4 separate regions of the Mus musculus genome follow, and regions 1, 2 and 4 are each linked to region 3. The links are chromatin contacts, called in public ChIA-PET and HiChIP or PLAC-seq maps. All regions are on one chromosome and are shown on one strand. The core of a region is the stretch at or near the end of the contact, and the rest is flanking DNA. Distances in the headings are between cores, read along the strand shown. Region 1 overlaps Slc12a8 (solute carrier family 12 (potassium/chloride transporters), member 8). Region 2 holds the start of Heg1 (heart development protein with EGF-like domains 1). Region 3 holds the start of Itgb5 (integrin beta 5). Region 4 overlaps Kalrn (kalirin, RhoGEF kinase).

Region 1 (6,967 bases), core at 1,450-3,949, 250 kb after region 3:
AATCATATGAATGTGGGGAAAGATCTAAGTCTCTAACTATGGAGAACTGAGATATTTTAGATGTCAGTGAAGATGTTTGAAGTCGGACCTGGAGGCACAGACGTGTAACCCCCAGCCACGCAGGAGGCGAGAATTTTGATTGACAGGAGGAGAATGGGGCTGAGGTACAGCTCAGAGTGTCACTCTTACCCAGCATGCATGAGGACCCGTATCATAGCAAACCACCACAGTACTTAGTAGCGCAGAAAACTGACAAGCCATAATCTTATCTAATACCTAGCATGCTAATTAAAAATAAATAAATAAATAAAAACTTCCAATGTTTTAAATATTAAAAATAAACTTATACATGGAAGAAATATCTATGCCAGGCCTGGTAGTACATGCCTTTGAGTTTGAGGCCAGCCTGTACTACAGAGTGAGTTCCAGGATAGCCAGGGCTACACAGAGAAACCCTGTCTCAAAAAAAACAAAATATTAACTGTGGTTGTCTATATAAATAATTATGGCAATTCTTATCCTCTCTGTCTCTCCCTCCTCCCTCCTTGAGGCAGATCTATCTCTCCCTCCGTCTGTCTGTCCTCCCTCCTTGGGATCTAGCTCTTTCCCCCTCTTTGCTTCCCTCTCTTTCTTCATCTGCCCTTTCCCTCCCAAGATAGATTTGATTACGTAGCTTGGGTTGGCCTGGAGTTCCTGACCCACCTGGCTCCACCTCCCCAGTGCACAGGTTCCTGACATCTGCCATTAGACTCAGCAAGTCTTCTCCTTCAAATTTTTCCTATAAAATTCCTGCAGTTAAGAAAAAAAATTGAAGGCAATCTACTTATTATGAAAAAGTCGTATCTTTCAGGAAATGATCCCACGCGAAGGCCAAGTGTCTAGAGGGGCATCCCAAATGTGCCATCTTCTTTTCTTTCTCCCCGTGTATACTTGTCCTGCTTCCCAGAATGATTAGAATCGTTTACGAGAAAGTCATGAGTAAGAGAATAAATAGCATTTAATTAGGGAGGGGTATCACCCACAACACAGCCAGAGGGGTTCAGTAAGGTTCTGAAGTGAAATCTGAGGCTGTGGCCTTGAGTCTAGAATTTGGGGCCTAGGGAGATAATCTATAGTTTTTCTGACCAAGCTCATGGGGACAGGGCATTGGGCCTGGTTGCTTGGTCCCATATAGGCCATTTTTCTCTCAGATGAAAAGGAGTATCTGAGACTGGCCTTATTACACACACAAACACACACACACACACACACACATACACACACACCTCCTAAGCCTGTTGACGCTTGCTCATTCTGATTCCCTCTCAGGATTTGTAATAAATATCCTGGGACAGCTCAGACTGAGGCTTGTCACTCTGCCTCCCACACAGAGCAGTCCTCTTCAGCTTCAGAAACCGGTGTCTCCCTCGGGCAGACTTCATCTGGGAAAGGCAGGCATGTCCTGTGGAGCACCACAGGTCAGAGGCACCGAGTAGGGTTGATAGAGGCCCAGCTGAGAGGATAGCCAACCCTGCTGGGATTCCAGGTCTGTCTGCATTCAAGACTCCCCATGCACTATGTTTGGGGCTTCTGTTTTTGCAGGTCTAGGGTTCGAGGCAAGTGCCCTAGCCTTGAGCTACACCCCCAAACAAAGCTTGCTTCCTGACACCCAAATGGTAACTGCTTGCTGCAAAAACTGGGTCCTGTCAGCTGCCATCTCCAAGCCTAAGTGCCTGGGATGCTGAGAGCCTGCAGCTGCTGCCTGTGAATGCGCCTGGGCTTGACCTGAACATCTGCTTCTGAATCCACCGAGTAAAAATACTCCAGGGCCCCTCTGTGCTGTGTACTTTTAAAGACCAAAAGCAGAATGGGGGAGGGGTGGGAGAAACAAATCCTCACAGGCCCAGGCAGGAAGAGGCAGAGGGATGCCCTTGCAGGCCTGTGTGTAGAAAGACCTAACTTCTCCCCAGATTCCGGTCACTCCCCTGAAGTTGTCAGTAGGCTGTAGTTCTTGGGGGCTTAGTGTTACCTCCTCAGGGGGGTGCAGACGGAAGGTCTCCTCTTCCCGTGGTAAATGCCTTTAGCGGTGATGTAAGAATCGTTGATCTGGGTTTGGGTACCAGTTGCCCAGGCTCACAGACCTAGCCACGCGGTGGCTGCTGGGAAACACCCTGTGGCATCTGTAGTGTAAGTACTCACCCAGCCCGCTACACACACAAACCCTGGTGAACTGAGTACGGGCAGCTGAGCCCTTGGTGAGGGAGTCCCGTTGTGACTGTGGACTAACTTAGAAAATGAGGCTTCTAAAAACGTTGCTGGTGTTGCTGCTGTGGGTTGTGGGCTGCGGGCTGCGGGCGGAGCTTCCCGCATCACCCGCTTTCTTCTGAGCTCAGGTCCCCCACCCTGCAATCAGTTACCGGTGACCAGGGACCAGGGACCAGCCAGACAAGCCTTTCCTGGGAAGGGACAATGAGAGAGTCTGGTCCAACCAGGAATAGAAAGAGTGGAGGAAGGGCTTGGAGAGAGGAAGGGAGGCAGCGGCGCCCCCCAGACTGAGGGAGGGTGGGGCCTGAGAGATCACAGGAAGAGTCACTATGCAAGGAAAAGGAAAGGAGAGGCCGAGGTTCTGGGAAAACACAGGCACCAAAACAGCCCCGAAGGGAGGGGCGCGAGGGACACTGGCAGGGGAAGGGAAGGCCACCAGGGCTCAGCACGCTGAGATCCTCAAAGAAGAAGGAAATACAGTACAGTCACTGCCGGAAGTACTACTCGAGCCTCCAGCAGCGTATGGCCGGTCCTAAGCCCCCGCCCCAACCCCCTCAGATGTGGAGTTGGACTGACATCCATGAGAGCCCAGTGTCACACTACCTGTCATCCTCTGGGGACAGAGACTCGGGCACATCTAAAATAGCCTGACAGAGGGGTGAGGAAAAGGAGTGTTCAAAGAGTGCCCATCTCACAGCGGCAACAAGGGGCAAGAGGCGCTTAGCAGCAGGGACCCTGTCAGCCTGGGCTTTAGCATTATCATCTGCCCCACTCTGGGATCCTGATCACAGGGAGGCATGGCCTGGGGAGAGATCCCAGCTGGGTTCCTCTTGCCTGGGCATTGGGTGTGAGATCTAGTCCAGGCATAAGACTGCCCCGAAGCTCCTGCCCTGCCACTGGGAACCAGCAGATGACAACCAGCATCACCAACGCAGCTACAACCTGTCTAGGGCCTTGAATGGTTTTATCTTCCACGGTTTTGGGTCAACAGTGATTTGTGGTTTTCCTGAGTGCAGATAATGAGAGATGAAAAGAGGGAAGAAGGGCAGGGGTATGGTCTGCTTGACTGGGCCATTTTTAAAATTTGTATTTTTTTTAATTCTCATACAATATATTTTAATCATATTCTTTTCTCTATCTTAATTCTTCCCCACAACCAACTTTGTGTTCTCTCTCTCTCTCTCTCTCTCTCTCCCTCTCGCTCTCTCTCTCTCTCTTTCTCAATAAAACACAAAAACAAAATAAGGAAAACAAACAAAACCACAAAATCAAAACAGATAAAAATAAAGAAAAAAATCAGTAAGACAAAAAATACCACAATAAAACAAAAAGTACACACACGCAAACCAAGACCACAGAGACTTTTATGTTGTCCAATAATTCCTGGGCATGAGGCCTACCTAGAATGTGGCTGATATTCCTAGTGACACACCATTGGAGAAAACTGGGTTGTTGTTGTTTTGTTGTTGTTGTTGTTGTTTCTTTCCCAGAAAGTAATCAATTACAAACAGCTCCTGGTTAGGAGTGGCGTTTGGTACATTCCCGTGTGTGACACTGCTACCATGCTCAAGAACCTGAGGCTTCCTCGGTCATGGTCCCTAGCGAAAACATAACACTATTATTCTGCTAAAACAATAACAACAACATAGCAATAAAATGACACCTTGCTATATCCACAGATCAGAGCATCGCTCCATCCAATCAGAGAAGCCTCTTCCTACAGTAGATGAGAGCCAACGACAAGAAGATCCACAACTGGACACCATCCAGAGAGTGAGAGGCTCTGGAACACTGTGTCCTAAATGGGATATCTTTATCAAACGCCTCCGTCCAAGGTTAGGAGTTCTATGAAGAAGAGGATGTGGGCAGATTGTAAGAGCCAGAGGTGGTGATGACTCCAGAGAAACATCATTTTTTCAGACCCCACAGGATGCACACGTAAACTTACAGAGACCGAGCCACTTTAACCACGAAGGACACTAGTGTGCAGGACAGAAGCAGAATATTTAGAAGACGCAAGAGTCAAACGAAGAGAAACCCCAGATACTGCCAAGGCCATATATGATGGATTCCCCCTGCCCAGGACAATTAGAGGTGTCCAGTAAGAGTGTTTTGAGCTGGATGTGGTGGGGCTTGCCGGGGACCTCAAACTGAGGCAGGTGCTTGAAGAGTTCGAGGCTGGCTTCAGAGTAAGAGGTGGCCTCAAAGAAAATCCTAAAAAGGATAGACCATATCCAGTGTGTACAGCTAATGGGCCTGCAGAGAAGAAAGAGGAGATAGGACAGGTTTGAAAGAGGCCCCAGGGAACTCTGGGCAGTGAGCTGGGAGCAGCCCTCAACCTGCACTCTAGCCTCATCCCTGGTAACTTTGGTCGTTCGAGGAGGGGTTGTGGAGGAGTGAATGAGGTCTCCAAGTCTGAGACTCCACCCAGAGAGAAAACATGAAGAGAGGGCTGGACATTCAGCAGGGGCCAGAAGGGAAACGTGAAATGGGGCTGGGCCTGCAGGGTCCACCCAGATTACCCAAGGAAAGCAGCCTGGAGCCTCCTCTGTCCCTGGGGAAGGCCTCCACCCTGAGCGGGACAGGCTGCCAGGAAGCAGTAACACCCCCACCAACCCCCCCCCACACACACACACACATACACACACACACATACACACATTCTCGCATCCAAGGGGATGAAGGGCCAGAGGAGGAGGGGTAGATGCTCTGCTCTGATGGGGGAGTGACTAAGTGTCCAGCAACTGAACCCTTGCCACCTCTACACTCTGAAAGAGCAGCCTGGTTCCTCTGAGCTGAGCATTCTTCCTTGTGGAAGGGAAGCTGAACGTTTCCTATTGCAAGATGGCTTCTAACAGCCAAATTGTGCCTTCTATGACCAATGGCCTCTGTTTTTAAAAGTACTTGGGGGCTGGAGAGATGGCTCAGTACTGACTGCTCTTCCAGAGGTTCTGAGTTCAATTCCCAGCAACCACATGTTGGCTCACCACCATGCGTAATGAGATCTGACTCCCTCTTCTGGGGTGTCTGAAGACAGCTACAGTATATTTATGTATAATAATAAATAACCCTTTGGGCCAGAGTGAGCAGGGTTGATTGGAGCCAGCAGAGGTCCTAAAAATACAATTTCCCAACAACCACATGAAGGCTCACAACCATCTGTACAGCTACACTGCATTCGTATACATAAAATAAATAAATAAATCTTTAAAAAAAAAATGCCAGAAATGAGGACAAAGCCTGACTTGGGCTCTAAGAAGAAAGCGTCACCTTAAGGAGAGGAAAGCAGTAGCTACTGGGGCAGCCAAGCTTGTGCCAGATCCCATGTGGAGTGCTGTCCCAGCTGGACATTTAAGCTGTCAACAGCCTGGCACATTTTCTCAGTGAGGTAGGAATCCCAGAGAGAGGGGCCCAGGGCAGATTCTAACACTGTGCTGGCTTCACAACTATCCCAAGGATGCAGGGAGACCTGGCAGGGAGCCAGGAGCTCCAGGGGCAACTAGGGCCCTGCTTTGGGGACTAGAGAGGTCCCACCCACTGTGGCCCCAGATTCCCCCACCCACCCCCCACCCCCAGAGGCCTGGCCTGTGTAACTCTCAGCCTGAAGGATTCCCTGAGAAAGGAAAAGCTGGCCTCTTATCTCCTGGGGTAAAGGAATGTGCTCTCCTGCCAGGACAAGGGGCTGCTGGACAGGAAGTCTCCACCCTAGCTGTGGGTTCCTCCCAGTCACCACTTGCTCCTTCTGGCTGTCCCTGCCTCTGGCATCCACTTCCCATGCTTAAACTTCTGACCTGACCTCCCCAACAGAATTCTAAGCCATTTTACCCCTCACCCCACCCCAAGCCTCCTCCAATTAGCTACCCACTCTCAGCTCCATGCCACTGGGGAATTCTGACCCAGAAGTCCATCCCCTGCCCCACTTCTATGTGGCTATGCTCCCTAGGCAGATGGCTGAGGATGCCAAGTGGCCTTGTAGTGCACAGGACCATCTCAGAGATACACTCCTGCTGTGCAGCAGGCTGACACACTGAAACACACAGCTCCTGCCTCGCAAGTCTCCAAGCCAATCCCAACCAGGAAACAAATCAGAAAGCCTCCCTAGAATCCCATGGCATGGAGCTGGGTATGCACATCAGTGGTAAAGCGTGTGTTCAACATGAACAAGGCCCTGGGTTCAATTCCCAGCAACACAGAAAACAGACAACAGTGACAGAGTGAATCTCATGGATGACAGCGCAGCATCACAGAACCTGAGAACGGTCCAGGGACTCTACCCTGACACCCATTTTATAGATGGAGATGCTGAGGCCCAGGAAAAGTGAGTCCTATATCACAAGATTGGCAGCTGGTCAGGTAAGGGCAGGACCCAGGGAATCTAAGCCTCCACTCAACAAGCCCTATGTGTCCTCACAGGCCCCGTAGCAGCAATCATATGTATTGTTATTGTGGGGCTATTTGACTATTTTTCCATTATGTACCAGATAGCTATTTTTCTGGTATGGCTATACTGTCTCACCACATGATACATGCAAAAACATAAAATATTCTTAAGAGTAACATTTGGGATCAAGCCAAGTGTTCACAACCGGAGAAGGCATAAACAAAATGTAGTGTACTTGGGGAATGGAATATCATTCAGCCATGAAAAGGGATGAAGTGGTGGCTAGAAAGCAAGCGTAGCTGGTAACCTACTTGCCTGGCAAACAAGGGGACCTGAGTTCAA
Region 2 (6,492 bases), core at 1,798-4,297, 150 kb after region 3:
TCCCCGCCCCGCAGCTCTCACAATGAAAGTGTGGCCTGTGGACTGAAAAATTAAACTTAGTTCTCAGCCCGGAGCGATGGCTCTGGGGGACCCTCAGTCATAGGAAAGCCAACACAGAGAGAGGAAATCTCTAGCTCTCAGTCTCTTTTCATTGATGGCTGAAGCGGCAAACACAGTGGAACCCGGTGACAGGTGGGTCACAAAAGCCAAATAATGGCTATACAAACAGGGGGCAGTTCTCCCTGGAGGACAGTGTGACACAAGCAAACAGCCCACAAATGGAATGCAAACACAGCCACCCAGCAGTGGGAACCTTGAACTCTCTGGGGAGAGAGGAGCTAGAAGGACCCTCTGAGAAGAATTAAGTCTCTGCTACTCACTGGGGAATATTTGGAAGCCCAGACCGTGATGACCAGGCACTGGCCACCAGCACCCCCAGAAGAAGTGGCTCAGGGGACCCAACTGTCAGCTTAAGGGTATTATTTGTGCGACTCAAGGTTCACTACCATCAAGAACACTCATCTCCCTAAACACACACACAAAAAAAAAAACAAACAAACAAAAAAAAAGTGGATGCAGAGCATGGGTGACCATCTGCCCGGGTATCAGGGAGGCTGGATATCTGCAAAAGGACCACCAAGGATTTCTGCAGATGTGAGGGCCTAGCAGTGTGTAATGGCCAGCGGGGAGTCGGGAGGAGATCAAAGTGGGCCAGGAAAATTTTAAGAGGTTGCTACAAAACTCCGGCTCCCTGAGGTCGCTGATTGTTGTTGTGTTGTAGCTGCTTGTTTGCTGTGTCCTTTTCCTATGTGACATCGTTTGAGGCACTAACAGAAACCTGAGAGGCAGTGCTTAGATCTTCGGCCACACTGATAACTTCTCGAAGGTTTCAACAGGTCATAGAGTGCACCTCTTCTAACTTTACCTTTTAAACACCCCTGCCCCAGACTGGGCCTTAGAGCAATAGAGATCAGGAAACCTTAAAAGAAAGTCTGGATTATTCTTGTTCCTTCCTGGGTTCTTCCTTTGCCTCTATCCTGCTTTTCCCCAAACGAACAGAACAGAGCAGTTCTAGCACCATGGCTGTGAAGGCCCGGCTCTCATAAGGCCCCTATTCTTACCTTATCTCCCCTAACTCAGGTGCTACTATAGCCTGATGCTACACTCACACCTGTGTGAGCCTGGAACAGGCTCTGCCATTGGAAGGAGATTCCTGTGCCAGCCTCAAGCTGGAGCCCAGCATCCCTGCTCCCTTCATAGCCCCTCACAAGATGGAGCCTTCAGCCTGAGTACCAGTTAGTGGCACCTGCCTTGGGTTCCCAGGTGGCCATCTGAGTTATCAGTTCCTTACACACAACTGTATCTAGAACAGTAAATGTCTTCAAAGTTCTCAATTCCTTTCTCTGAAAATCAGTCATCAAGATTATGGAAGTTGGGGCTGCACAGCATGTCTGTAAAGACCTTCAGCACAGCTTTCCCTCCCTTTATTCACCCTTCCTCAGTTTCCCTGTCTTGGACCAGTGACTCAGAAGTTCACAAGGCTAAGGCAGTCTGCGGAGGGGAGATTATGGTTCAAATGAGGCTTTATGAGGGTAGAAAAGTTTCTCTTATTCAATTCTAGGAAGTAGTACCTCTATGTTCTAAGGATGAGCAAGTTGGGAGAAAGTTTGTAAAACATGTAAGATGGACAGACAGACAGACAGACAGACAAGAAGTGGAAACTGGACAAAATCTTGGCAGTCCCAGTGTGGCAACAACAGAGCCCGATGTGTGCCCTCTGCCTCTTACGGGAGGACAAATGGCTAACATCACCTAGGCTGGTTTGGTTCACAGCACTTTCTACTATTTTTACTTTCATTTTGTCACCTCTTGTCACTTGGAGGCAGGGAGGAATGGGGCCCCTCCATTCCACAGATGGGGAAACTGAGAGCCAAAGATGAGACACAGCCAAGGTCGTGTGGGGGTTACATTAGAATCCCACCCAGGCCGTGGCATTTTCTTCCAACAGAAAAAGGAACTAGAAACAAAGGAGGCAGGCACAGGAGCTGAGTCCCCATTCTGTGACCAGGACAGGCAGTGCCTGCCTGCACAGCAAGCAGCTGGCTGGGGGAGGAAAGGGCCCAGGACAGTCCAGAGCCAGTCAGTGGCTTCCAGGGGTTTGACCTTGCAGCGCCCCCAGCCCCATCCCAAGTAACCCTGCTCCTAAGGTTAACTGGGTAGCTTTGTTTTAAAGCGCACTCTTTGTCCTTTATGAAGTCCTAAGTACTAGAAGCATTCCAAACTCCGAAATCCGTTATTTACTTATACTGGAAAGTCAGGCTTTAGACCAGGAGAGACCAGTTCTAAATCTGGGGGTTGGGGGCTGAAACCGAGGGACAACAGCCAGAAGTTACCACTCCCCACGAGGTGAGAGGCTCTTTGGGGTCTTCGTTTTGTAAAAGTGAGAAGGGTGTGGGCTAATCCAGGAGAGAGTTTTCTTCCAAAGCACAGGGAGGGAATGCATGTGAACATTTTATATTCCAGTGGCCAGGGACAGCGTTTCTCCGTCCTGGGCCACCCTCAGGGTTCCACCCACGAGGGTCCACGGAGCCTCGGCCGGGATGGGGCAGCCGCGAAGCGCCCACGCCCCCTGACCCTCGCTGGAGACTCTCACTCACCCGCGCTCACGCCTCTGGGGACACGGCCGGAACGTCCCCGCCGGGTCGCGACGCCGGGTCCGGGGGCCGTATGTCCGGCGCCAGGCGGCGAAAGCGGTCCCGCGACCGGGAGGAGTGTTCGATGGGCCGGGGAGGGAAGGGAGCCCCGCGCCCCGGGGGCAGCGGGCGGCAGCAGCAGCAGCGGTAGCAGCAGCAGCAGCAGCAGCGACGGTGGCGGCCACCGCGGGGCGCGCGGCGTGGCCATGGTGGCGGCGGCCGCCCGCGCTCACATGCCGGGCGCCGGGCCGAGGGCGGCGGCGAGCGGAGCGGGGTGCGAGCGCGCTCTCAGCCGCAAAAGTTGTGGGAGCCGCGGGAGGGCGGAGGCAGCCCTGGTGCTGCCACACGCCAATCAGCCCGGGCGGGTCGCGGGGCGGGCGGCTCCTCCTCGGTTGACATCACCCGCCCCGCGCGGGGGCCCGGGGGCGGGGAGAGGGCAGGAAGAGGGCGGGGGCGGTCTCGGTCTCCCGGGTGAGTTCACGGAACCCCCGGGTGAACTCATGGAGCCCCCTGCGACTTTTGTTACAGGGCCCACACCCTGGAGTATCGCTTTGGCTTTTGGAGAAATGAAATTGGGGTGGGGGGCACTTTCCCAGTTCCTTAGCCACACAGTAGGTCTGTGAAAAGTAGATTCTGGCGGTGTAATTGACATCAGGTGAGTGAGTATACAGAGAGCTTTCAAAAGACAGAGAAGTGAATCCTAGACCCTGTTCCATACGTGGACCTGCATTGCCCTTAAGGATCTGAAGAGGCCCCAACCCACTGCCGCCCTTTTGGGTCCCCAGAATTGGTGAGAAGATTTGCTTTAGCCAGGGCGGGAACCCTCATCTTCTTGAAGGCTCAGAAGCCTGATTTCCTTCCCACGCTATCTTTGGCTTACACCATAGTTCTTCAAAGATGTCACTGCTGAGACACCCAAAGAGGCCAGAGGGAAGAGAAAACTGAACCGAGTCTGGGGCAAGGGAAAACCCATAGCCAGGAAAAGGACAGCAATTTGCAAATTAAACATAAAAAAAAAAAAAAAAAAAAAAGCAGCCCACACAGAAGTTAAAAAGAAACCTTTAGGGGAGATGTTCCAAGACAGAGTGTCAATAAATTTGCTTGGTAAGTAAAATTCTGTGTGTGTCCCTATTCCCTCCCTTCCTAGGAGACAAATGATACAATGTCCAGATTTTAAGACCCAAATCTCTTTTCTTTGTAAGTAAAGAATGAGCAGCTCAAAATAGGGGGAAATAACTTGCTTAAGAGTTGCTAAGAGAACCAACAACTAAAGGATTTCTCATTGAATGACCATGTGGCTTCGTGCTTACCTCATAGCTTAGAGTTGTCAATAATTCAGACAATATCTCATCCAAACTGAAAACCACAGATCCCTTGGGATGCTCTCAGATGTGCTAGGGTTCTTTGTCTGTTTACCAAATGTTCAGGAGACAGGCTTGTCTCTTTCCCCATGTCTCTGCCTCTCTCTGTCTCCAAGCCTCCATGACCCGCCTCCAGGGGAACGATCAGATCATAACGTCCAGCGCATCGGTAGATGGGCCTAGACCCATTTTCTGGTGACTCGGTACAAGTGAGTCACTTGGCAGGACACAAAGGATGCTCCGTATAAACAAGTTTACCTTAGACAAATGAGCCAAGAGTGGAGAATTGGTTTGGGTTAGGGTTTATAGAACCACAAATGAAACCTAACTTTTCAGGTCTCACATGAAATGCTCAGTCCTCTTTCTTTCTCAAACAACAACAATCCAAGCATGGCCCCACCTCCTGACACAGCTCCCCTGTTAACAAGCAGGACTACACAGCAGCCCAGTCCCATCTGGCTAAGCTCAGTACACTGTGCTCTGAGGTTCTGGTCACCATAGCTTCCTCCCTTGAACAGAAAGGAGGACTAGTTAAAGGCCAGGACATGCTTTCAGGCAAACAGGAAGGCTTAAGGGTTTAAAGGCCTGTCTGGGCTTCTCGTGTGTATTCAGAAAGCTCGCTTGGGAATCTTGCCTTTGCCTCCGGTGCCCAAGGGCATCACACCTGCCTCCTGCCCCTCCCTTTAAGTATCACAGATCTGTCTTTCTACCTTCTACCTGAACTTCCAGAGGAACTGCCAGCCTAACTGGTGGATGAAGGGCTGCAAAGATGTTGCTGGGTCTTAATACCTTTCCATCTCCTAGGACAAAGCAAGAGGGATTATCAGGGAGGCTATACTTGCGTCAGGAACTTGCAAACAGCTGCCAGCTTGCTCCTAGAATCTTTTTTCCCTGATTTCTTTAACTGTGACCTAGTCCTTAATTATTTCATCTATAAAACACATTGTCCTAGATGATTGATAAGAAGTGTTCTATCCCAGTGTTTTAAGGTTCAGGGGCAAGGCTATTAAAGCAGGTGCCTTAAGGACACATAAGCCAGGGCCCAGTGAAACCATCAGACTGGAGCACTTTATGGGTGCATCTGAAAGAAAGGTTTGTTGTAAGTATGAAAGAATAACCAGAGGCACTCAGGAAGTCTAAAGTAGCCATGGCTGCCTCTCAGGGACAGAAAGTACAAGAAGAGAATCAGCTCTGGGCAGGGATAGCTCTTGGGAGCAGAGAAAAAAAAGTGGGGAGAGAAGATGAGAGAGTGAAGCAAAAGTAGGAAAATCCATCCTTTATAAAGAACAGGTGGAGGGGTGGGTGGGGGTGGGGTGGTAGAACAGTGTGGGAGGTCATATAGTAGAGGGAGAGGTGAGAAGGACCAGGAGACTGGTGCTTAGTTAGGGTTTTACTGCGTGAACAGACACCATGACCAAGGCAACTCTTATAAAGGACAACATTTCATTGAGGCTGGGTTACAGGTTCAAGGCAGGAGCATGCCAGCATCCAGGCAGTGATGATGCTGAGAGTTCTACATCTGCATCTGAGGGCCACTAGGAAAAGACCTGATCCCATGTGGTTAGGAGGAGGGTCTCACTGCCCACACCCACAGTGACACACTTCCTCCAACAAGGCCACACCTCCTGATAGTACCACTCTGGGCCAAGCATATTGAAACCACCACAGCTAGTGTGGGGGCTTTGATATTCATAACAGCTATTAGGGACTGACATAGTTTTATGGGAAGGGAAATGGATCTTTCTGGCAGACAGGTGTGTGAGGAAGGCTCCCAGCAATCCTACAGTCTCTGCCTTTTAGGGTTTGGTACTAACAGTAGTGTCACTTCTTCTTCAGGAGCCTGGAAATACAGACAAGAGTCTTGATCATCTCAGATGAGTTAGAACTTCTCTCTAGAACCGGGAGGATATGTAAGATGCCCTCATAGATCTCATCTGGCCTTGGGAGTCTGATGATCTAGACTGAAAACAGCTCAGGTCAAATTGGAGGAGCTAGGGCTACAGAGGCAGGAGCGAGGGTGCACCACAGGAGCTGACAGGGAAGTTGGTGGGCTGCGGGAATCATGTGTCTCTGCCTCCTCAAGTTAAGCAGAGTCAAAGCTTGTACAGAGGCTTTCGTGCCTTGGTTTGCAGTAACAAACAAGACTCCAATACTCAGCAGTTTAACCCTCATGATATTTCCTCCTTGTTCACAACACAGAAGTCAAGGTCTGCGAGGCAGCTCTTCTCAGTCTTTTAGGGACGTGCAATCCGCTGGTTCTACCGTTCCACAGCATATGGCTTCCAACTTTGCTTTGGGATTCGGCATTCCAATCAGCCAGAGGTAAGAACACAGAGAGGTAAGCAGGAGAAACGTCGATGAGCCAGGCCGGGAGGGGTGTGCCTCACTTCCTCTTACATTCCACTAGGGAGAACACGACAATAGGTTTCACCCAACTG
Region 3 (6,981 bases), core at 3,904-6,403:
CCATCCCAGCCAAGAGGCACCCAAGAGAGCATGACAGTAATGTGGCACCCCAACGGATCCCCCAACAGGAAAGGGTTAAAAACTCAGGAAGTCTGAGCGGTGTGAACCTTGCCTGGTTAATCAGTGTGTCAGTATGGTTCATCCACCTCGACAACCACACCACACTAACTAACTAACTAACTAACTAAAGTAAGATGCTGATAACAGGGAAACTGGGTGTGAAGATCTAAAACTTCCAGATTCTTTGAGGTTTTAAAGCTATGGGAAGAAAAGGTCAATTGAGTACGAAAAACAAACAAACAAACAAACAAAAGACGTTGAGCACATCGCCCAGCCTCCCCAGAGCACACAGTTCAGAGATTGAAGCAACCGGCTTTTATCAGGGATTCCGGCTCCACGAATCTTGACACCTTGCAATGTGGTTGCCCGGCCCCCAGAACGATTCCTCCTAAAAGCAGCTGCCCATACAGGCCCTGACTTCAAAGTGAGGCCTCGGAGGGGGAGGGGCGGCTGAAAGAAAAGAAAACAAGGTGGGACGGTAGTAGGGTAAAACATCGAGGAGGGAAACCAAGAAAGAGGCTACTAGGGACCAGGAGGCTGCTTTGGATGAGAGCGGCTGGGGTCCCTGGCTTGTGCGGGAGTCACCACGTCAAGGCCCGTTAGCAGATACCTAGACAACAGTCCAGACAGACAGCACACCGCCCGCAGGACAATGCGAGGTGGTGAGGGATCAGGGAAGAAGGGCCCGAGGCCACCGGACTTCCAGCAGAACCGGAAGCCTGGTAGGCTCTAGGCAGCTCGATGTGATCAGAGTTGTTCTGACCGGATTACTTTTGAGTGAGGGAGGAGAATAACTAAAGGGACCTGGCTCTACCAGGAACACATCTGAACAACTCTGGCAAAGCTGCTGAAGGGACCAAGTGAAGCTGGCCTCACGCTGCAGGGCTCCGCCTACTGGGTGAGTCAGCCCAAAGCCCTAAGGCCGTGGGGCCAGAGTCTTCCCCCAGCCGACCAAACCCTGCACCCAATCAAAGCAAAATCAAATGGGGGCCTGTGACCCTTTAAAGCAGTGGTTCTCAACCTTCCTAATGCTGCGCCCCTTTAATTCAGCTCCTCATGTTGTGGTGACCCCCCCAACCATAAAATTATTTTTATTGCTACCTCATAAATATAATTTTGCTACTGTTATGAATCGTGATGTAAATACCTGTGTCTTTCAAAGCGCTTGACCAGCCAACTGAAAACACCCGAGGGACCCCCCCCCAGGCCCCCCAGCACACACCCTCTGAAAGCCACCTCATCATTTAAGAACTGCGTAACTACCCCCACATTGCTGATAAAAAAACAAAAACAAAAACAAAAAACCCCACAAACCTCCCAGAATATTTCCATGACCGAGCTGAAAAAGAAAAAGTTGTTACTGGGGCAGGCAGGCACAAGGGGCGATTTGCCAAACTACTTAGATATTTTAATTCTTCGTTGCCTCAGTAGCTAAATAAGCATGGAGAACAAGCGGGGGAGGAATACTAATTAGGACTAATTAGACCCTGCCCTCTTCTGCCTCGTTCTCCTCCGTGAAAAGCCCCCACTGACTAAGGCGGGGGAAGTTAAAATGTAAATCCCAGAAGGTAAACAGTAGCCTATGAACCAAGGCCACCCTTTGCATTTCGGCGTCTGGACCTGGTTACCTAAAGGGAGCTGCAAACCCAGCCAAATTCCAGCAGCCCCAGCCCCAGCCCCACCCCCATCCCGCATCAGCCTACAGCCACGGTGGGCCAGGGACGGGGTGAGGAGGCCCGGGGCTGCCAATTCGAATTCTCTAAATCAACAAAGGGCTCTTGGTATTCGGAGCATACTAATTTGCGGGGCACTCACTAAAAGAACATTTGATTGCTTATAAAATAATAAGCGACAGCAGCAAACATGAGTCCAGCCATGCAGCTGGAGCGAGACCAGACTCCTCCCTCTGTTTTAGAACGGAAGTGGGTATGGGGAGGCCTCCCCAGCGCAGCCCTTCCCTGGTTTGAGGAGAGGAGCTTGTGTGTCAGGTTCTAGCCTGGAATAATTAAAGAGATGACGGCTGGTGGGGCTAAGGGTGGAGCAACACTACAATGGCTTATTTACAATAAGCCCCTCAAACTTAGGGCCTGTTCCTTGCTGGGTTCATTGACAAGTCTAGGAACCCCCATATGGGCACCATACTTCACACTACGATTTCTTTCCTAAGGTAACTTTTATTTTCCTTTCAAACTATGTTCCCGTTAGCAAGTGAGAAATGAACTGGAGAAGGGTCTTGTCATCTTTCAAGACCGAAAGAGGAGGGGGTGGAGGGGACAAGAGGAGAAGGAAAATGAAGGTAACTCAGCCACACTGGGAAGCTAAGTCAAATTACCCAAACGAGCCACTCCTTCTGATCTTGCAAAGCACCTAGCACCCTGAGAAGGAGGCGGCCTAGTCCGGAGGCTGGAAACAGGTTTATTCCATTTTACTGACTTTAGGGGCTGGCAGCAGCAGCAAGGGGTGGTAAAAGACAAGCCTGTGACCACAGCACAGTGGACAGAACTAACTCTGAAGACCCTGAAAGCAAACCACTCAGGCTCCAAAATAGGGTACAAAAGATGAAACAGCCCTGGGCCTAGGCTGGCCACTCCCACCCTGAGACAAGAGAAAACACTAAATGGCCCTCCTCGGGAATGAACAGTCTGTTCGGAGGCACCGGAACTTTCAAAAAGGAGAAATCACATGCAGATAAAAAAAAAAAAAAAAAACTAATGAGGGCCGGTCGTGGTGGCGCACGCCTTTAATCCCAGCACTCGGGAGGCAGAGGCAGGCAGATTTCTGAGTTCGAGACCAGCCTGGTCTACAAAGTGAGGTCCAGGACAGCCAGGGCTATATAGAGAAACCCTGTCTTGAAAAACAAAAACAAAAACCCTAATGATTCTAATAATATGAAGGACACCTGAGGGATGGGGCACTCCTTTAATGCCAAAGTGTGGGAGGGACAGGTAAAGGGATCTCTGGAAATTCAAGGCCAACTGGCCTACATAGTGAGTTACAGGCCAGATGGGGATATATTATTATTATTATTATTATTATTATTATTATTATTATTATTATTATACCCAGCCATAGAACCATTGACAGTAGCTGGGAGGGAAGTTTTCTCTAAGAGTGTAGCCCTTCCTAAGTAGAGAAGGCTCAAATCAAGGACCGCACCATTGTGCTTTTTTTTTTTAATATGGACAGAGTTGGGGTCATAGGGAAGGGAGATGGATCTGGGAAGAGTCAGGGGAGGGGACATAAGTAAGATAAAAACAGGTTTTTGGGAAACTCAACTAATAAGGATTAAAATTTTTGCAATGGGAAATGTTGGAGTTTTCATTCGAATCAGAGGGCTAATCGGAAAGAAACTAGAGCCATCCCAAAGTTGAATTTCGAAGACTGCTAACAGAAAAAAGAAAGAAAGAAAGAAAGAAAGAAAGAAAGAAAGAAAGAAAGAAACTAAGGTAAGGTTGCTGAGTGTTTATTCTGACAAAAATGTTAAAAACACCATCACACACACACAAGATAAAGTTTTAGTTTGGTTATAAAGAATATAACTTCAAACTAAAACTCTGTCCTAAAGAAGTGAGGTCAGTCGACAAGGATATATTCCAGAGGATGGTGATTCAAGCTACATCTCTTTGCGTTTCCCTGGGGACTCTTTGGAACACGAAAGATGTGGACACTGGTTGCCAGATTTGAGGGAGGGGTGGGTGGGACCCACTGATCTACTTATTTTCCCAGAAAAGCAGCCTTGCTACGCTATTAAGTTTGTACTGGGGCCTCAGCGACATTTTTTGGTTTCCTCAACTCCCTCCTTGCTCTCAGATGGAAACCTCAACCTCCTTCATGTAAATGAGACGGGTAGGGGTAACAGAGTTCTCCCCTCAAGCAGCCAGGCAACCACTGGGCTCAGAGAGGCAAACAAGTACCTCGGGCTTGAAAGTGAATAGCGCACTCTTAATCAATACACAATTACTTCCGACAGGAAGAGGAAAGTTCGGAAACTCCTCTTTGAGTGGGTAGGTTTGGAAGAGGTAGGAGCGTCAACTATCATTCTTCCTATAGGGATTTTTTTTTTTAAGACAGGGTCTCATTGTGTAGCATGCTAGGGTTAAAGGCGTGTGCCACCACTGTCCGGTCCCTAAACTTAATTGCCACTCCCAAGTCTGAAAACTGAACGCAGGTAGCTGGGGGCTCCCGCATCAGCGCCAGGGTGCATCCGGCTAAGGTAGCGCCAGCAGCCCCTCCGCAGTCCGGACACAGTGTTTGTGAATCACAGTACCGAACAGTATCAGATGGCGGTGTACCAGGTGGGGCAGCGACTTCGGACTTACAGAGAGTAATGACAACTTTCAATTTAGAGCAAACTTCGAAAGTTGCATTATCCACAGACCTCCGGGATGACTCGGTCGCCACACTTTGGCCCCCACATCACTCCCCGCGGGCCACAAGGGCCGCTTTGTGCAGGCGAGCGAAGAGCTAGGGCCCCAGCACCGGGCCCGGAGGCTTCCCCTCCCAAGTCCCCAGCGCCCTCGGGCTCCGCCACCAGACGCACACTGTTTACACAGGAAGGGAAGGCTCCTCCTCAGCCCGGGAGGGAACCCGCCAGCGCACGCAGATCTGATGCCCGCGCCTCGCCGACCCTTCTGGGAGCGCCCTGGGGTGCACTGCACCCTCGGCTCCCGCAAGCGGCCGCGGGCGAGCAAAAGTTGAGGAGCGCGCGGCGGGGCGGCGCGGCTTACCTGCGAGGCGCGGAACGAGCGCGCAGAGCCCGAGCAGACAGGCGTAGAGGGTCGCGGGCACCCGCGGCATGATGCGCGCCGCTCGGCTGGGGCGCTCGGCGGGGGCGGAGCGGGGCCGAGGCCGGGGACCGCAGCCGCATGCCGGGCGCTGCGCTCCGGCTCACGGCGCCCGCGGCCGGGCTGGTCCGCGCCCGGCCGCCACCATCCTCCTCGCTGGCCCGCTGGGACGCTCGGAGTTGTCGCTGCTCCGGACGCACCCTCGCCGAGTCCCCCGCGCGTCTACTCTCGGAGACCCTTCCCTTTTTCCTCGGCCGCCAGCCCCCACTCTTCTCTGCTTTCTCCTCCCCCCTCTCCTGCGGGCCGCCACTCGGTCAGTTTACGGCTAGGCGGGACGGGGCGGGGCGAGCTCGGGCCGGACCAGCTCCGCCCTGCACCGGGACCCGCCAGCACGCCTAGATCCTGGGTTGCCCAGGTGGCTGTCACAGCTGACCCACTTGTGGGGATCGGGTGTTCGAAACTTCTAGTTAGGGTCTCCCTCCCCGGTCTTGGAGTTGGGAGGGGGCGGGGCGCGCTCCATTAGGCCTGCAGAGATTACTTGGGCCAAAGCAATCTCAGTTTTGACTTCAGGATCGTGGGGCAGTTACGGCTTGGATCTGTCAGGCCATTTCGTCATGCCACAAGCGCATGCCAGGCCAGGCCTCGCCCGAGAATATTCAATCCAGACGCCACGCTTGGGATGGGCAGGGGAGGACACGTGGAACGTGGAAGTTCAGGTGAAGCGGAGGGCACCCTGGTGAGCAGGCACTGTGATAAGTGCTAACATCCCTCCCGTTGTTTAGGTGAGCAAACTGAGCCACCAAGGGTTAATATACTGGAGGAAGCGACTGCTAGCTTTTTCCCTGAAATCCAGATTTAAGTAAGGCAGCCTAACCTTTGCCTATTAAGAACCAGCTGGAGCTGGGCATGGTGGCACACGACTTTACACGGCACTTGGGAGGCAGGGGCAGTCAGATTTCTGAGTTTGAGGCCAGCCTGGTCTACAGAGTGAGTTCCAGGACAGCCAGGGCTACACAGAGAAACCCTGCCTCGAAAAAACCAAAAGAAAAAATAAATAAATAAAAGAAGAAGAAAAAGAAGGAGGAGGAGGAAGAGGAAGAGGAAGAAGAAGAAGAAGAAGCAGCAGAAGCAGCAGCAGCAGCAGCTAGAAGGTCAGGACTTGGCGGTGTAGGTGCAAAAACCTACCTAAGGCGTTTGAATCTTAAAAACTTTGTTGTGTCCACCTTTCAAACTCTTAACTGGGTGGCACTGACAGGAGCCAGTTTGTAGTGTGTGCATAGGGAAAAGTGAACCAATCCAGAGCAAACTTCAAAGTTCATCCTTGGACCATATGCAAATTCGTACTCTGTCCTACATTGCTTTGTTATGACTTAAAAGTCATATTTGGCCGGGTGTGGTGGTGCACGCCTTTAATCCCAGCACTCAGGAGGCAGAGGCAGGCAGATTTCTGAGTTCGAGGCCGGCCTGGTCTACAGAGTGAGTTCCAGGACAGCTAGGGCTACACAGAGAAACCCTGTCTCGAAAAAAAATCATGTTTGCTGCTAACCATTATCCAGTAGAATTCATGCTGCATGCCAAGCGTGGTGGCGCACTCGGGAGGTAAAGGCAGGCAGATTTCTGAGTTCGAGGCCAGCCTGGTCTACAAAGTGAGTTCTAGGACAGTCAGGGCTATCTATACAGAGAAACCCTGCCTCAAAAAACCAAAAGAAAAAAAAAAAAAAAAAAGAATTCATGCTGCAGAAACAGCCCAGGTAGATCTTGGAATTACCTGGCCCTTAGGGCAATAGCCTTGGGGCTATGCTTATCCCAGCTTAGAGGTGGCTACTACATTATGGGAGCTGATCAAAGAGTTTGAACTGGAGTGTTGCTTGGTCTGGCAGGAAAGTGTAGGATGAGCTAGAAGGTGAAATACTGCTTTAAGTACAATGGTGGCTTTCCTATGCCATGCATTCTTTGAGTTCAGGGCCCATAGTATCCCATCTTCTCTGCACTCAAAATGAGCACTTTGTAGCGGCTGAAATATCCTACTTTGTCCCACATCTGGCACGGACCACCATTTATCTAAATTGCACCTGGAAAGTGCTGTGATCCAACTTGCCCTAATTCTTACCAGACCCCTTCTGTCTTATCTGGTGGT
Region 4 (7,242 bases), core at 1,018-3,517, 170 kb before region 3:
AGGAAAGGAAAGGAAAGGAAAGGAAAGGAAAGGAAAGGAAAGGAAAGGAAAGGAAAGGAAAGGAAAGGAAAGGAAAGGAAAGGAGAAAAAAAGAAAGAAAGAAAGAAAGAAAGAAAGAAAGAAAGAAAGAAAGAAAGAAAGAAAGAAAGAAAGAGAAAAGCACTGATCTATGGCTACAAACTTAAATATGTAGAAGACAGTTTGACACCATGTCCATTTAGCATAACAGTAGTAGGTTTCCCCTAAACCCTTTCTTATGTGTAGCCCTAAAGTTTTCACCTAGGGAGGTAGCATTATTATTGCTACTGTTATATTATTATTTATTTGGCATAATCTCTAAGAAGTCCACCACCATATTACAAAAGCAACTTAAAAACTTCTGAGAGACCATGTGGCCTCAGAAGAGGAAAGCCAGCTATTGAAGAAGCCACCTGAATTGAGCTGAGCCAGGAGGTTAGAGGTTGAAAACAGGAGCTCTGCCAAATAAAGCAGTCCCCTGTGGGGTGTGGGTTCTGCCACAGAGCCAAGGTGTGGGTCAGTAGAGCACTCTGTTGTGGAAGGAAGAGGTGGGGACATTCACAGCCTAAGTGCATGTTAGAGATGGGGAAGATGGAGATTCCTGACTCTGCTCTCCTCGCGTTTCATAGGACAGGCACGAGCATGCACAGGTCCCACATCTGTCCTATGTCTGTTGTAGACACCCATGGTGCCTTATCCCCGTGCATAGATGTCGCTGGCATGTACTGAAGGAGTCAGCTGCAAGTAGAGGGAAACCAGACAGGTGTAGGAGCCAGGCATCTGTGTCTCAAGCACCTTGGGACTTTGTCTAGCTCTGATTCCCACACTGGCAGAGTAGAGGTTAATACACAGGAATGTGCCAGTTGTCATCCACTGAGAAAATTAATTGGTCTAGTCAGATGTTTATACTTAGATTACTTAGATAAGAAGAACACACATGTACACATACACACACACCACACACACATACATACATGCCTACCTTAGTCCTGCTTTCAAGGTTCAGAGGAGCTCATGGACCCTTGGGAACCATTTTAAGGTTCTTAATATTCAAAGCAGAGTAGCCTCTTTGTGAACTGAGGGAAATGAGTCTCCCAGAGGTGCTACTGGCTCCCCAAGCAAAGACATCAGGGGGTTCTTGATGGCAGAAGAAAGCCCCCACGTGTGTTGCTACATGAACAGAAAGTTTTTGCATATGATAACTGAGACTCAAAGCTTCCTGTAGGCAGAAAGTTCCGTTAACCTAACCGCTAGAGGGGAGACGCATGGATCCGCCCATTGCTCCAGGGTGTCCAGCACAGTTGCCCCGACCGCCATTGGCAATCATTCCATGCTGATCAAGGGTCCATGAGCTCCTCTGAACCTGTCACTATCCTGATGGTAGCCATCATCTCCAATGTCGGCTTAGTGACTTCATAGACAAAAAGCACGTGGGACAATGAACATTGAGTTGTTAAACATGGATGACATGAAAATGGAACTTTATTGCAGCAGAGGTGGTAGACGAAAATGCCTGGTAATACATGCTGAAGACCAGTTGGAACCCAGATGGCTGCGCTTCCTCTGAAAGGCCTCTTAATGCTAAAGTGATGGTTTGGGACCTATTCCCAAAGCTCCCCAACTTCACCCTTGTCTTCTGGAAGCGTAGTCTATGCTCTCATTGAGTGGAGCAGCCCCCGCTAGTCCGATCTATACTCAGCCTCTGTTCCTGGGACCCCAAGACCCGGCTTTATGTACCTTAGCTCCATGCCTGGACTCCAACTGTGACAGTCTTGCCCTGCCAACCAACCACCGTGGCATGCATTGCAGCATGTTTTGCAGCATGCGTCTCCTGCAGTACACTGTAAACGAACTCATCTGCCTCCGTGAGACTGGCGTCACCAAGGCACCCTCTACCTTCTCTCGACTGGGGACCGCATTCCTGCAAGGGGCAGTTGGCTGGGTCTTTACACCAGAAGTATCCTATCTCGGCATATATTTGAGTCTCCACAGTACTCTAAGAAGACATAGGCTGTCCTTGAAAGCAGTTTAAAGAGGAGACTACAGTACACTGGATCCTCAGATTTAACCAGCCACTTACATTAAGGGAGGCTGTTGGCACAGCCCCTCCTTCCCCTGTCAAGCAACACTTGTGGATATTCTCACACACGTCATCCACTCCCATCTCTGCAGGCCATACCCCCAGCCATAGCAAGATAGGCACCAGGTCCCTGCATCCCCTCTCCGTCTCTCCATCTGTCACCACACCACACCACACCACATGGAGATCTGTTTTAAAAATGAATGCCTGTAGCCCAGCTTTTCCTTGCACCCTTGGGGGGAGGGACTGAATGGGGACATTATGTGTGAAAGAAATTTACATGCAAAAAAAAATTCCAAATGAGGATAAAAATGAAACACTGGGGTCTCTTGAGAACAGCTCTTCTGGGCTTAGAGCCACATGGCTGCCTGCCAGCTCCTTCAGTCCCATGGCCACGCCCATATCTAGAAGTGACACTCCAGACTAGAGCTGGGGCCCGAGTACCCAGGCCCAACATCGCCTCTAGCCAGGGACTGTCTCTAAGAAACCGACATCTTCTCTGGTCTGGGCTAGATTTCCCTTTGGACTCGTAACTGCTGCCAGGAGGTTCCCACATCCATATCACCTCTGAAAAGCTCGGGAGGCCATTCCTGGGTTTTCACAGCTCCTGAGCCCCACATTTCCACCTGCCTGCGTCACTCATTGAGGCTGAAACTCTGAACCAGCTGCCAGACTTGGGTCTTTATCTCTGAGGATCAGAATTCTCAGCCCAGCTCTTCAGTTGAACCTAATTAACTACATGCATTTTAACGTCTTTAATAAAGCTCCGTAGCCCTCTTGGCAGTGGCCAATCCGTCGGAGTGAGAAAGACTTCCCAACCCCTGCAGGCTTTGCCCTCTTTCAGATGCCAGCGATGTGGCTTAGGGAGCTAATGAGGACTGCATTGTGGAGAAGGGCTCTGGAAGGTGGCAAGGCTAGACCCTTGAAAAGAAGAGGCTATTGGGGAGATTTTACTAATCAGGGTAGGAGTAGCATTTTAACAGCTGCTTTTATGGATTTCTCATGCCACTTTACAGTGGACATAACCTAAATAAGCATCCTGCCTGTTGGAAGAACAGAGTTCAGCGACAGGAAAGACTTCCCGGAATTGGCGGGCATCAGCACCTTCGTTTCTGTGTGTTCCCATCTCCCCGGCTCTTTTACCTTTTCGGACAGGGAGTTGAAGTACAAAAAATTTGTAACTCAGGGCTGGAGAGATGGCTCAGTGGTTAAGAACAACTTGTTGCTCATCCAGAAGACCTGGGTTTGGTTCCCAACACCTACAGAGTGGCTCACAACCATTCAAACCCCAGTTCCAGGGGATCAGATGCCCTCGTCTGGCCTCTGTGGGCACCAGGCATGCATTGGCACATGCACACACGTATACAGGCAAACACATGCACACAGAACAATTTTTAAAGCTGCAACCTTCAGTCTAGTCAGTGAAATGATTGCCCTGAAAGCACCAGGGTCTGCGTTTTGATCGCCAGCGTCCGTGTAAAAAGTTGGACGTGGTGGCATCCATCCCAACAATAATCCCAAAGCTGAGGTGACAGACAAGATCCCTAGGTTGGCTGGCTGGCCAGGGCAGCTGAATCAGTGGGCTCACAGTTCAATGAGAGACCCTGTGTCAGAAATGAGTCAGAGAATAGTCAAGGAAGACTCTCAGAGCTGACCTCTGGTCTCCACACACACACAGGCACACAGCACATGCTCATGACCACATATACACATACATACTGATGAAAGAAGAAGAGAAGAAAGGGAAACAGTTGCTCAGTTCTTCTGGCCATTTTCCCCCCTCTCACATCATCTTGTGGCAACTTAGATCACAGCCTTTCTAGGTTTGGTTTTAATCTAAAACACAGTTTCTGGGAATTGAGAAGGCCGACCTTCCTCTGCCAGTCGCCCTGTATGGATGTATTGTTCTGTCCAGCTCAACCCATGGGACTCTCCTTTGCACCAGTCTTGCCTTCTCAAGGCTGAAATATGATGCAAACTGAAGCCACACAAAGCAAGCCAGTGGATCTGACCCGGAGTCAGGAAACCTGGACTCCAGATCGAGGAAGCTGTGTGACCTTGGGCCAGTTAACTTTCTTGAGCTCTGGGTTTCTCTGCAGGCAGCTTACACAGTCCCTAGTGTGCAGGCCTTCAGACACTGACACATAGCCCTTTGAACACCATGTAAATCTAAGAGGTAATGTATGTCGGGAACTTGGCTCTGAACCATGTCAGCATTGAGACCACGACAGAAGAAACTGGAAGAGGTGCTTTCTGCTGTTGAGTGGGGGTAGGGATGGCGACTGAAATGACCACTCTCGGTTCTAGGAACGGTGAGTGTCCTGAGCTGGTACCTAATTTCTTCCCAACACACAATTTCAGGCCCTAGATATCCCATCCTTGAAGAGCCAGCCTGTCATCCCACCTTTGATACTCTGGTATCCCCAGCCCAGATACAGGGCTTCAAAATGACCTGGCCACACAGACGAAACTTCGATACCCGAGTCGGGCAACTGACCTCCTGGCATTGCCAGTATGTTTGCACTGAAGCCTGTTTTTGTATTTTAATAACAGAATCCATGAAAAGGACTCTTTAAAGGAAAAGAAAGCGAAGCATCACATTCCGGTCATTTTGACAAAACATTTGCTTTGTAACGTATCTGATGCGTTTGGCAACCACACACTCTCTTCCTGCCCAGATCTGTTCTGATTCCCTATAAGGGCAGATGGATGTCCTACTACCCAAGGGACCTTCGCTGAAACAAGATGGCCCTCCATCCTGTGCCCTGGCCATCAGGGAGGACACGGTTGCTCACCTGTGTTAGTCTTGTCACTGACCAAGTCCCCAAGAAAAGCTACTGTAAAGGAGGAGTGGCTTTGCCTCACGGCCTCTGGGTTTCTGTAGTTGTTCCTTCATCCCTGATGCTCTGGGATGAAGAGAAGGCTGAAGCTTGTGGTGGCAGGAGTGTGTGGTAGAGGAGGCTGATCCCTCATGATGTCTGGGAAACAGAAATGGAGTGTTCACACTACAGGGCAGTAGCCTTCACTCAGGTTATGGGATGGTGCCACCACATTCAGAGCCCTTTGTTCCCCCATCCTAATTGATCATCTCTGGAAATGCCCTCATAGACACAGCTAGAGCTGTGCTTTACAAATCTCCTAGGCATGTGTCAATCCAAGTTGACCATAAACATTAACACCTCTCAGCCAGGCAGTGGTGGCACACACCTTTAGTCCCAGCACTTGGGAGGCAGAGGCACATGGGTCTCTGTAAGTTTGAGGCCAGCCTGGTCTAAATGGAGTTTTTAGGACAGCCAGGGCTGTTACACGGAGAAACCCCTGTCTCAAAAACAAAACAAAACAAGAAACAAATAAAAAAAAAATCAACCTCCTAGAAAAAGCAAAGGCAATGAGGTCAAGGTCACACAGCCAATGAAAAAGCAGGTCTTGCTTTTGACTGATGTCCTCAGCTCGACCTATGTCCTGCAGAAAGTCTGAATGCAGAGGCTCAGGCCCTTCCTTGTTGCACATCTGCTTGTAAGAGGAGAATTTCTTCTTCAACAGCTTTTATAATCCCCTGACTGCTCCGGTAATCGCAGGTCTTTAGGCACACCCTGTCCCAGTGACTCAGGAGCTCAGCTGTTGCAGCCACGAGAGTAAGTCTATTTGACACGAGTTGGAAAAGTCTCGATTGGTTTCCTGGGCTCGCATCCATGTTGAGCTCTTAGTCATGTGTGTCCTGAGGCGCCTCACCCTAGTCGGAAGGTCTGACCCATTTCCTTATATTGCACACTTACAAGTTTGCAAGTTCCACTGACCTGGGAGTTTCCCTAAGAGTGCAGCACTAGAAGAGACAAAGCCACCATTCCCACTTCCCTGTATACACAAACATCCAAATACTATCAAAGTTTACCTACAAAGTTCAGTGTACATTCCTCAGTGATTCACAAAGCAAATCTCAGGAAAATCAAGGAATCGGCAGCACATAGACAGACCAGGTTCTCCAACTACAAAGATAATTTTAAAAAAGGAAAGGTTTGGAGGGAGCTGGAGAGTTGGGTACTGAAGTTTGAGGCCATGTTAGGCAGCTCACAGCTTCCAGCTCCAGGGAATCTAATGCCCCTGGCCTTCTTGGACACATGCATTCACATGTATATCACACACACACACACACACACACACACACACACACACTTAATTTTTTTTTTAATTATTTGAAGCTAGGCCAAGGTGAATGCCTTTAATCCCAGCACTCAGGAGACAGAAGCAGGTGGATCTCTGTGAGTTTGAGGACAGTCTGGTCTACAAGAGTGAGTTCTGGGATGACCAGGGCTATACAGAGAAACCCTATCTCTAAATACATAAATGAATAAATAAATAACTGGAAAACTGATCTAGTCAGATTGAAATAATGAATAGCTAAACCTTCAAATAAGAAATCACACCCAGCCCCAGGACCACATGCAGAAGTAGTGTTTAGGGAGTTTTATTTTATGCTGGGGATTGAACCACACATGCCAGGCAAGTGTTCTACCACTGTGCTAGATCCTCAACCTGGAAAATCTCTTTTTACTCTCTGCTCGTTTTCTAACTAAATGTTATCTAGCATCCCTTTCCTTCCCTGCACTCAGATTTGTAGCTCTGAGACGGTTGAGGGCGTTCGGTTTGAGCTTGTTTCTGCCATCTTTACACCATTAGCATCCTTTGTGTGCCGTGTGGAACTGTGTTTTGTGATTGGATGATGAGGGACTCAGAAAAAAACAAGGTCAGGTCATCCCCAGCTGACAACTGTTTTCCAGACAGAATTTCACCTTCTTTCTCTAAGTCAGACTCTTAGGCATTAACTGAGGGGGATACTCAAGCTCTCTTCAAACTCAGTTTGTTATTCAACACTGGTGGATTTTACCTGTAACATTTCCCCTGAACTCGCTGTTGTCCCATTTTGAAGAAAAATCCAGAAGGCAGGAACTAAGGTGCAGTGGCGATTCTTGTCTTGTGGCTTCAGGAAACCTTGCTACCTGCTGCCCTCTGCTGTTCAAATAAAACCAGGCTCCCCAGTTGTTCATCCTTGCCTCTCTCCTACTCCCCCACCCCACCCCAGCATAATCTATCTCTCCCTCTCCCCCTCCCCCTCCCCTTTCTCTTCCCCTCCCTCCATCCCTCCA

What was found. ChIA-PET counts read pairs in DNA pulled down with a chosen protein or histone mark. HiChIP or PLAC-seq counts read pairs in DNA pulled down with a chosen protein or histone mark.
Region 1: an RNA polymerase II ChIA-PET map of memory CD8 T cells shows a contact between it and region 3, with 9 read pairs. The contact joins the enhancer-like site here to the promoter of Itgb5 in region 3. A contact is called at or near these places in 1 of 15 datasets of contacts at CTCF or cohesin (large pre-B cells), 2 of 115 datasets of contacts at active chromatin or transcription factors (memory CD8 T cells and pancreatic cancer cells) and 1 of 9 other capture datasets (embryonic stem cells).
Region 2: an RNA polymerase II ChIA-PET map of memory CD8 T cells shows a contact between it and region 3, with 91 read pairs. The contact joins the promoter of Heg1 here to the promoter of Itgb5 in region 3. A contact is called at or near these places in 3 of 39 promoter capture datasets (hematopoietic stem and progenitor cells, macrophages and pre-B cells), 2 of 484 Hi-C or Micro-C datasets (CD8 central memory T cells and the G1E-ER4 cell line), 2 of 115 datasets of contacts at active chromatin or transcription factors (memory CD8 T cells and pancreatic cancer cells) and 1 of 9 other capture datasets (liver).
Region 4: an H3K4me3 HiChIP or PLAC-seq map of embryonic basal ganglia shows a contact between it and region 3, with 2.0 times the contacts expected there. The contact joins the enhancer-like site here to the promoter of Itgb5 in region 3. A contact is called at or near these places in 6 of 15 datasets of contacts at CTCF or cohesin (CD8 T cells, the G1E-ER4 cell line, the NIH/3T3 cell line and 2 more), 50 of 484 Hi-C or Micro-C datasets (the C10 cell line, the C2C12 cell line, CD8 T cells and 36 more), 19 of 115 datasets of contacts at active chromatin or transcription factors (bone marrow-derived dendritic cells, bone marrow-derived macrophages, craniofacial prominence and 12 more) and 2 of 9 other capture datasets (embryonic stem cells and liver).

Annotation. Positions count from the first base shown.
Region 1 is chr16:33,579,798-33,586,764 of GRCm38.p6, reverse strand. All of the region lies in intron 4 of Slc12a8 (solute carrier family 12 (potassium/chloride transporters), member 8), which reads right to left. Among named protein-coding and RNA genes, the nearest start is that of Slc12a8, 65 kb to the right of the region's middle. Within about 2 kb of position 2,699, at least 146 of the 459 cell types and tissues checked have an H3K27ac peak or open chromatin away from gene starts, as enhancers often do. A contact at or near this core is called in embryonic stem cells and memory CD8 T cells, where this site is marked.
Region 2 is chr16:33,681,021-33,687,512 of GRCm38.p6, reverse strand. Heg1 (heart development protein with EGF-like domains 1) reads right to left here and starts at 3,047. Exons shown (of 15, transcript NM_175256.5): 1 at 2,658-3,047. The coding sequence starts at 2,901.
Region 3 is chr16:33,827,837-33,834,817 of GRCm38.p6, reverse strand. Itgb5 (integrin beta 5) reads right to left here and starts at 5,153. Exons shown (of 15, transcript NM_001145884.1): 1 at 4,788-5,153. The coding sequence starts at 4,857.
Region 4 is chr16:33,999,441-34,006,682 of GRCm38.p6, reverse strand. The region is part of intron 51 of Kalrn (kalirin, RhoGEF kinase); the gene reads left to right. Among named protein-coding and RNA genes, the nearest start is that of Umps, 36 kb to the right of the region's middle. Within about 2 kb of position 2,267, at least 45 of the 459 cell types and tissues checked have an H3K27ac peak or open chromatin away from gene starts, as enhancers often do. A contact at or near this core is called in Sertoli cells, cerebellum, embryonic basal ganglia and 3 more, where this site is marked.